Regions from separate parts of the Gasterosteus aculeatus genome. Here region 1 is linked to region 2. The links are chromatin contacts, called in public Hi-C maps. All regions are on one chromosome and are shown on one strand. Each heading gives the region's core, a stretch centred on a gene start, on an enhancer-like site or on the middle of the called end of the contact. The rest is flanking DNA. Distances are from core to core; before and after follow the strand shown. Region 1 overlaps LOC120832530 (SHC-transforming protein 1). Region 2 holds the start of dut (deoxyuridine triphosphatase).

Region 1 (4,493 bases), core at 823-3,322, 61 kb before region 2:
TTTCCACATAATGATCTCTTTGTTTTTGTTAGATTGTTGGACTCGTTGCTGATGCGGCAATGACCAAAACATTCAGAATTGTTATCAAACTCAACAGGATTGAATCTGCCATTTTCTCTACTTAATGCAGTCATTTTAAAACATCTCAACTCTCAGTTGAAATTTGAGTTTTTCGAACTGGAGCTGATTTGGAAGATTCGATTTTAAGAAAAGTCTCAAACGAACCCTACCGACAATAAGTTTATAGACTTTATACAACGGCCCAGTTGAAAATAAGTTGACATCTTGGTTTATAGTGACTACTGAATGTAGCGGCCCACCGCTGAAGACCGCTCTGTTCTTCTTCTATTGTTTCAGAGTCAGTGGCGTGTGAGACCAGTGAACGTTCTGAGACACTGATCCAGGACCTGATCCAGGAGGAAGTCTGGTTCCACGGCAGGTAATCAACATCGCTTTCCTTTTACACTTCTGAATCACTCAACTTAAAAATGTGTGTACGTTCTCCATCCCAGATTGGGAAGGGATCAGGCGGAGTCACTTCTCACCTGCAGCGGGGATTTTCTGGTCAGAGAGAGCAGCTCTGCGTCTGGTCAGTATGTTCTCAGCGGGATGGAGGGAGCCACCGTGCGTCACCTGCTGCTGGTGGATCCACTTGGACAGGTACAGGGCTTCGGTGCTGGATATCAGATACACAAAGCACGTACAGATGCAAGTGGCAGCCGGTTCTGACGTTAAACTTTGTGTGTGTGTGTGTGTGTGTGTGTGTGTGTGTGTGTGTGTGTGTGTGTGTGTGTGTGTGTGTGTGTGTGTGTGTGTGTGTGTGTGTGTGTGTGTGTGTGTGTGTGTGTGTGTGTGTGTGTGTGTTTTTGCGTAAGCAGGTACGGACCCGCGATCAGGTGTTTTTGAGTGTTGGTCACCTGGTGCGTTTCCACATGGAGAACAAGATGCCCATCATCTCTGGAAGCATTGAGCTGTGTCTGAGACAGCCGATACTACAAAGACACTAACACACACGCACACACACACTCATACACTCATAGCATGCATACGTTTGAGCTGCAGCAGCAGTTCTCTGCTTTTGGAGCTGTCCACAAGCAAAAAAAACTTTAAACCTTTGGACACCTTTTGCAGAACATACCAACGCTCTCAGGCTGAATATATCAATCAATCATTAATTAGCTGGTGCTTACTCAAAATCCAAGCCCAGGGACAAGAAAATTACCAGAATGTTGGAAGACTTCCACAATCATTCTTTTTGACTTGCTGAATTCGTCGTGTTCATTTGTTTTTTTTTGCGGTTGCTTCGTGTTCCCATTTTCCCTGCTTGACTTTCGAATCCCAATTAAAATGCTTTTTGTAAACAGTCCACAACAACAGAAAAAATGGGAAATATGCAAACAGTAATGTTTTTTTTCCAGTAAGTTTATCAAATAGTCAGCTCTCTTTGTAATTTATGTCTTGTTAGTTCTCCAACCACAGAAACACAACTTTATTTATCCTTATCCTTCATTATAAGCTAATTATCATCAAGTTGAGGGAAAACTTACAGCACACATTTACTACTTTACTACTTGTTACAAAATTAAATATACAACTATACGTTAACAGAGACACACGTCTGACATGGTATGTTTCATCGAGAAAACCCGTTGAAATGTTTATTTTCATCCTTTTTTTCCATCTGTAAACGTTTCAAACATTGCATAGTTGTATGTAGCGATTCAATATCTAGATTTAATTCCTACCAATGAAATAAAAGCAAAAACATTGATGCAGTTATATATTTCCTACTGCAGCCAATATGTCTTTTGAGGTTACAAGTAGCCAGTGAACACACTCCCATTGGTCTGAAGACATTTCCCACGTTCACTTTTGTACTGGATGCCTCTTTTATTTTGTAGTACAAAAAGGACAAAACAATATTTGAAAGAGCAGCCCGGGGGGAAGTGTATTGATTTTCCAGATCTATTTCAGCCAGCAAACTGCACATTAGTCACATGATTTATAGATTGTGTTTCAGTTTTATTTAACCTTACACGTGTGGCGTAGACGCGAATGTGAAATCTGCTGTCTTATTTTGTAGGAGTCTATTTCCTGTGTCCAACAGTGTTCACCACTATGTGATCGCAAGAGAGGAAAAGTGGATTGATTTAACAGTCAGGTGACTTGGATAAGTGTTTTGCAGACACAAAAACAAAGTAAAAGTAACGTTACTCATAATTGAAAAAAGATGATCTGTAAAAAGTAAAATGAATGTAGGACGAGTTGCGTGGGGAAGACCTATAAGCAAAAAGCATAACGTACCTCAAACAGTTCAAGAATTAACTCAACAGGTAGGGTAGTTATTTCCACCACTGCTAATTTATGGAGGAAGATGACGTCACACAATTTAGTTAACCTTAATAAAGTACCCTCGTCTCGCGTAACATTAGCGATCTCGCCCCGCTAATTCCAACGCGTCTAGAGTTGCTATGGAAACTCATGATCAAAAGTCTATTTTGAATGACAAGTTTTGGTCACCGGCCGTTTTTTCTGCAATCTTTAGTGGATAAAAATGACCTTTTCCGGGGAAGAACAGGCGGAAACATGATTGACATGGAGGATATATATGGAGCCAAATCCAGGTCAAAAGTTTTGTTCATTTGAGAAACAAATGTGAACCTGAAAGTTTTGTTCTTGAACATTGAAAAATACAACAATATATTCAAAATAAAAATAAGTGCCCAAAAAGTATTTTCGGGTTGAATATAGTTTGGACTGTTTTATAATTTTTTTTAATAAAATATTTTTTTTCATTCCCCCCTTGTATTTATTTTTGATATTCACTGTATTATATTTTCTAATTTCAGATTCAAATCTTATATTTTCGAATTCAAAACTTTTTTTCGCGTTCGGATCTTTTTTTCTCACATTCAGACTTTTGACCCTGATGTGCTGTAAGGGGCGATGCATCAACTGGGAGGGGCGTGTAATCATGAGTGACAGACAATATATTAATTAATAGTTCATTGGCATCGTCGATAACCCTTTTAATTTACATTCAGTGTGTACTGCAATAACTAACATGATAAAATAATCATCAAACAAATACTGAAAAGATTCCTAAAATAACGATTTAGATGACAGCAAAGGGTAAAAAGATTAAAAAAATATTATTCTATTATAGTAGGCTGAATATATTTGTCTTTTGAATTTTCTGGTGATTTTTTTTATTTTTATTCATATCAAATGCAGTTGCATCTAATTGTGATTTTTAAATGTATTTGTCACGTAACTTTTCACATGTTGATTAAAATGTTCCTTTGTAAATATCAGTTTTTCCACTTTTTTAACTGCCTGGATTTATTAAACCACAAGATGGCGCTATCGGCCTTAAAAAAAGAAGCTAATTTTCCTTTAGCGTCTTATGTTTTATTGATCAGTTAAATACGGTTTTGGATAAATTTCTAAAATACTTTTAAAAATAAGATTGTGTGCTGATTTCATTCCTCTGTGATTTAAACAGCAGTGACCTGCATTTTCTTTCACCTTTCCAGTGTTCTTTTGACTAACGTGTAAACCTTTAATACTGGCTGCTCCACTTTTCCCAGCTTTCAGCAGCCTGTCACTTTTGGTGAAGTGAAAGATGACCGCGTGCTAAAAGTATGCAACTGGTTTTTCGGGCTGTGGCCCTCGTCGTCCTCTCGTGAGGCTCGGAAGGGTCTCGCCCACATTAATCACCCTCAGAGCGGCTTGTTGGTCTCAGATCAGGGAACCAGCGGCTGATGCAAACACCGAGGGGGTATCTCCAGAACAACATCACTAAAAGCCTTTCTGTTCCGATTACGCTGTCAAATGTAATCACAGATCTCACATAACTTCCCACAATCCTCAGCTCTCAGGGCGACAAAAAGAGGGCTTATCTGGCGTGTTACAATAGCAGGAAATGAATGCACTTCAAGTTAAGATGATAAATGACATCTGCCTCGTATCCGATTCAGTCAGTAGCCAAAACGAAAGTGTCTCCCTGCAAACCAAGAGTCGTATACAACTATCATCTAATAACATGAAAGCATTCAAAAGCGTAAAATCAGGTGATTTTTTTTTTTTTGACCGAGTCTATTACGTCTCTCTGGACTTTCTCTGAGTCACACGGACCTCGCCCAAAACAACTCAGCGAGAGCAGCAGTGACCCAGTGAGTGAGGCCTTACCCTCCAGATGTGCGAGGCCTGCTGATGGCCACATGTTGTCAAAACGGTGAGGTCACTGTTTGACCTCTGACCCCTCGTTTATGTCATAGCAGCAGCTGGTAACCTGTGTTGTGTTGTCATGTAAACATAATATAAACGTTAGTTGTTAACATGCATGACGCAGAAGGATGTTTTTGAATGTATTCATTATACTCTTGATTTTGCTTTAATCTACGCTGTGCTTACATTTCGCTATTTAATTATGCTCTACATCATTACCACTGTTTCTATATTGTTATTGAATGCTATAAATGATAGAGATT
Region 2 (4,064 bases), core at 489-2,988:
ACGTGCAATGAGCAAAAGGACACAAAGCGGGAAAAACACGCAGTGCAAGAGTTGCATCAGCGGGTCCAAACACTCACCCACTCTCCCATAGCAGCCATGTGGTACTGCGATCTGGATGTCCGTCTTCACAATGGCCTTGTCCATGGGGCCGATGGTGTAGTCATATGCACTGTTTCAATTCAGAGGGTTGTGGTCAGCTGGTCCACACATGTCGTCATACAATACACTGCTTTATACAGCACAAGGCTCAGGTTTGCACTTGAATGCACCATTTTTGTCCGAGCACAAGCTGACGTTGCACGTTCACAAACATCTGAAGTGACTTTTACGATCACACGAATCACACATGGGCGTTAAAAACGTCCCGTTAAAAGAACATGCGATCGGTTTTTGAATCATACGGACATTTAAATCCAAAAACCATGCGCTGCTCACATTAATTGAATCAGCAGACCTAAACGTCGTATGAATTAAACGTATAAACCGACCTGTAGAGATCGTATCCCGCTGCTTTCGTCGAGCCTCTGGTGGGGGCCGTGGCGTGCTCAGAGAGCTTTGCAAACCTGAGGACGGCTCCATTTTCCGCGGGCTTTGTCTCGGTCTTTGGCCTCTTCGAGGGAGAAACAGCCGATGCATCAGTAACGCCAGTGACTTCTAGGACGGGCATGTCGGCAAAGGGCTCACGGTTAAGACGGAGAGTACACCGATATACTTAGACGGACAAAATACGAGTTATTTCCGAGCCGAATGGTAACACAACTGGACCACTGGAGAGTTCAGAAGCTTCTGCGCCGGTGGGTCCAGTATTCGAATCAAATATCCCGCGCCGAAAGTCCGCCAAATTAGCCCCTCCTCCTCCAAAAAAACGTGATGAAATGCAGCTTTAGGCGCCCATACACATTTATACATAACTGTCACATACTACATTGACATGTGCTAATCTAGATGGAGGTGTCATATTTTGTTATATACAACGTTAACGTTAAATCGGCAAGAAAGTAAGTAAGCTGTGTAACTATGGAAACCCTTTCGTCATCACGTCGCATGACAACGTGTTCTCGCGAGACTTCCGTTAACGTTAACCTCTATTGAAATAATGTCATAATGCAGTATGTGTGTAATGTTAAGCCTCGCTTTACTTACGCATTGCACCAGAATAATGCAGAGGTAGTGTTGGCTGTCTTTACGTCAAAGTGCATGACGGATACATAATGCAGAGCACTAAAACCAGAGCCGCTTTGAGTACAACATAGTAGGCAGGCTAGCAAAGCTAACAACAACAATAAGCACTTGAGATGTCGCTAATGCTAAAGGTAACGTTATCCATCCTAATAACTCGCTTGCCTTTGTTTAGAGTAAGCGTCTGAATACGAAAGTCCCTCCCTATGAGACGTGGAGAATGAAAAACCGCAGAACATTGTCGCTGAAGACCCCTTAGTCTCAGCAGCGTTCGTGTCATAGTTACAGCTAACGTCGTCTACAAGCTAACAGCTAACTTAGCGCTAACATCCTCTCAGCTGATGCGCTGCACCTCCTCTTCCTCCTCCGCCTCCTTCCTTCAATGCAGCTCCTCCTCCCTCTCTCTCTCTCTCTCTCTCCCTCTCTCTCTCTCTCTCTCTCTCTCTCTCTCTCTCTCCCTCTCCCCAACACTGAGTCAGGGGTCTTCTTCAGGGCCGTGCACTGCGGCAAAGGGGAGTCGGAATATCGAGAACACTTGATATCGCGCTTACCGTTGAATGTGCAGCGATTGGTTCGTTTACTAATTTGTAAAAACAAAACTGAAATAATGAAAGGTAAACTAGAATCTGTTCGTGCACTTATGCATTAGATATCCAAGATCATCAAAGGTGCATTGCGTGGACATTTGGCCAGAGCATTGTTATAAACAGAAAGCTGGAAAGAGATTTATGCATTTTTGTCTTGTCATCTTTCTACCTTTGGCCCGAAAGATAGAACAGAATCAATAACCAAAAGACACTGAAAAAACATTGCACATTGCTATGCTATTTACCTTTGTATTAATAATGTTTCTATCTGCTCCTAATTATACAATCTAATCATTATATTGACTTTTAACAACTTTCTCCTTAAACTCTATCACTTAAGATAAAGTCAGATTCTAAAATATTGAGTCAGCAAGTTTGAACATCAGTGGTGATATTGAACACACTTTTACAAATATTTATAATGATAGTTTTAGCTAATGAAAGTACTCAAGTAAGGTACAATAGTTTGTGTCACAAGCGAGTTACCAGTATCCTGACATATTTCTGTAGAAAAACAATATCTGACATTATCTCAACAACTTACCGAATAAATGACAGACAAGACAAGAATCTGAGCAGCTCAACATTTTTTTATTTCTTTATACGATGTAATCAAGATGATATAATTACAAGGAAGAAGAACATGGCACAATTTACAGAAAAATAGTTTTTTTTCCATTTTCCTTAAACAAAACATGTGTTGTGGTATTAACATTAAACGTATTTAAATATTTAAACAGTAGCCTGCACAATGTCAAACGGTGAAACAGATGAATATTATAAACCCAGTGAATATCAAGGAATGCTTCAAAATGAATGGAACCATTAAAACAATGGACTCAATCATTTAAGAAACATCTACTATGTACATTTATTTTACAATCAATGCAGCAGGCAACAAAGTCACGCAGTGAAACCATTGAAAAGAAGCTTTGTGTCTTTGGCTTTGTTCTCTCGGCTGATCTTAGTTAGAAAGACGTTTGGTCAAACTTTGTTCCAAACCAAAAATAATTAGCTTTTCGTTTTATATATACATTAACAATCTGAGCATTGCACCTTTTTTCCTGTACTCCAAAGAGGTTAAACTTTGCCGGAGCTCCTAATTTTACATTCAGACGTTACAAGCGGAATGTCAAAAATACATTTTTCTTTATTAAAACTAGTTCCTTGTTCCTTACTGGCGGCATTCATACAAAACCCTGAGAAATTACACCGGTAGCCACACAGTCTACTGGCACGCTGGCAAAACTTGCCACACGGAAAAGGCACAGTCCGGACAAAGGTGATGAAAACTGGTAATGGGTAAATATTTTGCTGTGTCTGAAAACGATTTTTTAGGTATACACCAGCTGACCAACTTTTCTGTGTTTTCTTTTGAAATATTTCTTGCACTTTTTCGTCTTAGCACCGTCAGTGTGAATGCCTTCATCAGGGTTGACTGAAACTGCTTGTGTGTTATATCGTTGGCCTAAACAACAAGGGTCTGGTGCGCTTGATGGACACGGTCCACAATTGTGGTACTTCCATTAATCTCATTTAAAGGTTAGCTGATACATGCGTGGTGCTCAGGAGTAGAACGTTAGGACACTCTTGTGGTTGCCTCTAATGAGCAGGGTGGGCGGGAGGTCCTTTGTCAGAATGTCCAGCCAGGCCATGTAGAGGAAATCCGAGACAGACTCCTTACGAGCAATGGGCATGCTCCTGCAGGGGGTGACGGCACACGGAGAGCGCGTTAGAAACACCGATATGTTGTACAAAGCTTCCGCGTTATGCAGGCGACAGTTGGCTGTACTTACACAATGATCAGATTGGCTGATTTAGAGTGTTCCTGAAGCACCTCGTTCAGTCGTACCTGGAGGTTGGTCTGTAAAACAGCAGCGTTTACTTTCCAACAGTTCATTTACAAACTCATAGAGCTTCAAACCAAAATACCAAATGTCAGTGGTTTTACCTTCTCCTCAAAGGTGCTCAGCTCTTGGTCGGTGATTTTCCAGGGGTGCTCTTTCCTCATGGCTCCAGCCTGAGCGGTGTCTCTAGACGCCTCATGCAGGCAGAAAGGCTCAATCATGTCCTCTAACTTCTTATAGCTGGAAGGAAGCAGATAAGAGCATGAGCTGAATCTGGAAAATATCCATTTTTGTATTCTCATAACATGCAGATACTCTGAGGTGATTGAAGTTGACCGTATCCGCAGCAACATCTGGTCCGCTGTTGCTCTCACAACCGTCAATTACCTGTCAGCGCTCGGCGGGACGTTGATGCTATCAATGACATTGATGTCCGTGCAGTTAATTCTGA

Evidence for each region. A called contact is a pair of places that touch in the nucleus more often than the background predicts.
Region 1: a Hi-C map of skeletal muscle shows a contact between it and region 2, with 4 times the contacts expected there. The contact joins the enhancer-like site here to the promoter of dut in region 2. A contact is called at or near these places in 6 of 6 Hi-C or Micro-C datasets (blood and trunk muscle, liver, skeletal muscle and 2 more).

Annotation. Positions count from the first base shown.
Region 1 is chr12:20,023,855-20,028,347 of fGasAcu3.hap1.1, reverse strand. It overlaps LOC120832530 (SHC-transforming protein 1), which reads left to right. Exons shown (of 13, transcript XM_040198905.2): 11 at 358-439; 12 at 513-660; 13 at 879-3,314. The coding sequence ends at 1,007. Among protein-coding and RNA genes, the nearest start is that of fbn1, 9.6 kb to the right of the region's middle. Within about 2 kb of position 2,072, at least 2 of the 9 cell types and tissues checked have open chromatin away from gene starts, as enhancers often do.
Region 2 is chr12:19,962,481-19,966,544 of fGasAcu3.hap1.1, reverse strand. It overlaps dut (deoxyuridine triphosphatase), which reads right to left and starts at 1,738. Exons shown (of 7, transcript XM_040167962.2): 1 at 1,144-1,738; 2 at 489-654; 3 at 78-169. The coding sequence starts at 1,147. It overlaps slc12a1 (solute carrier family 12 member 1), which reads right to left. Exons shown (of 26, transcript XM_040167898.2): 23 at 4,001-4,064; 24 at 3,718-3,853; 25 at 3,563-3,630; 26 at 2,338-3,467. The coding sequence ends at 3,332.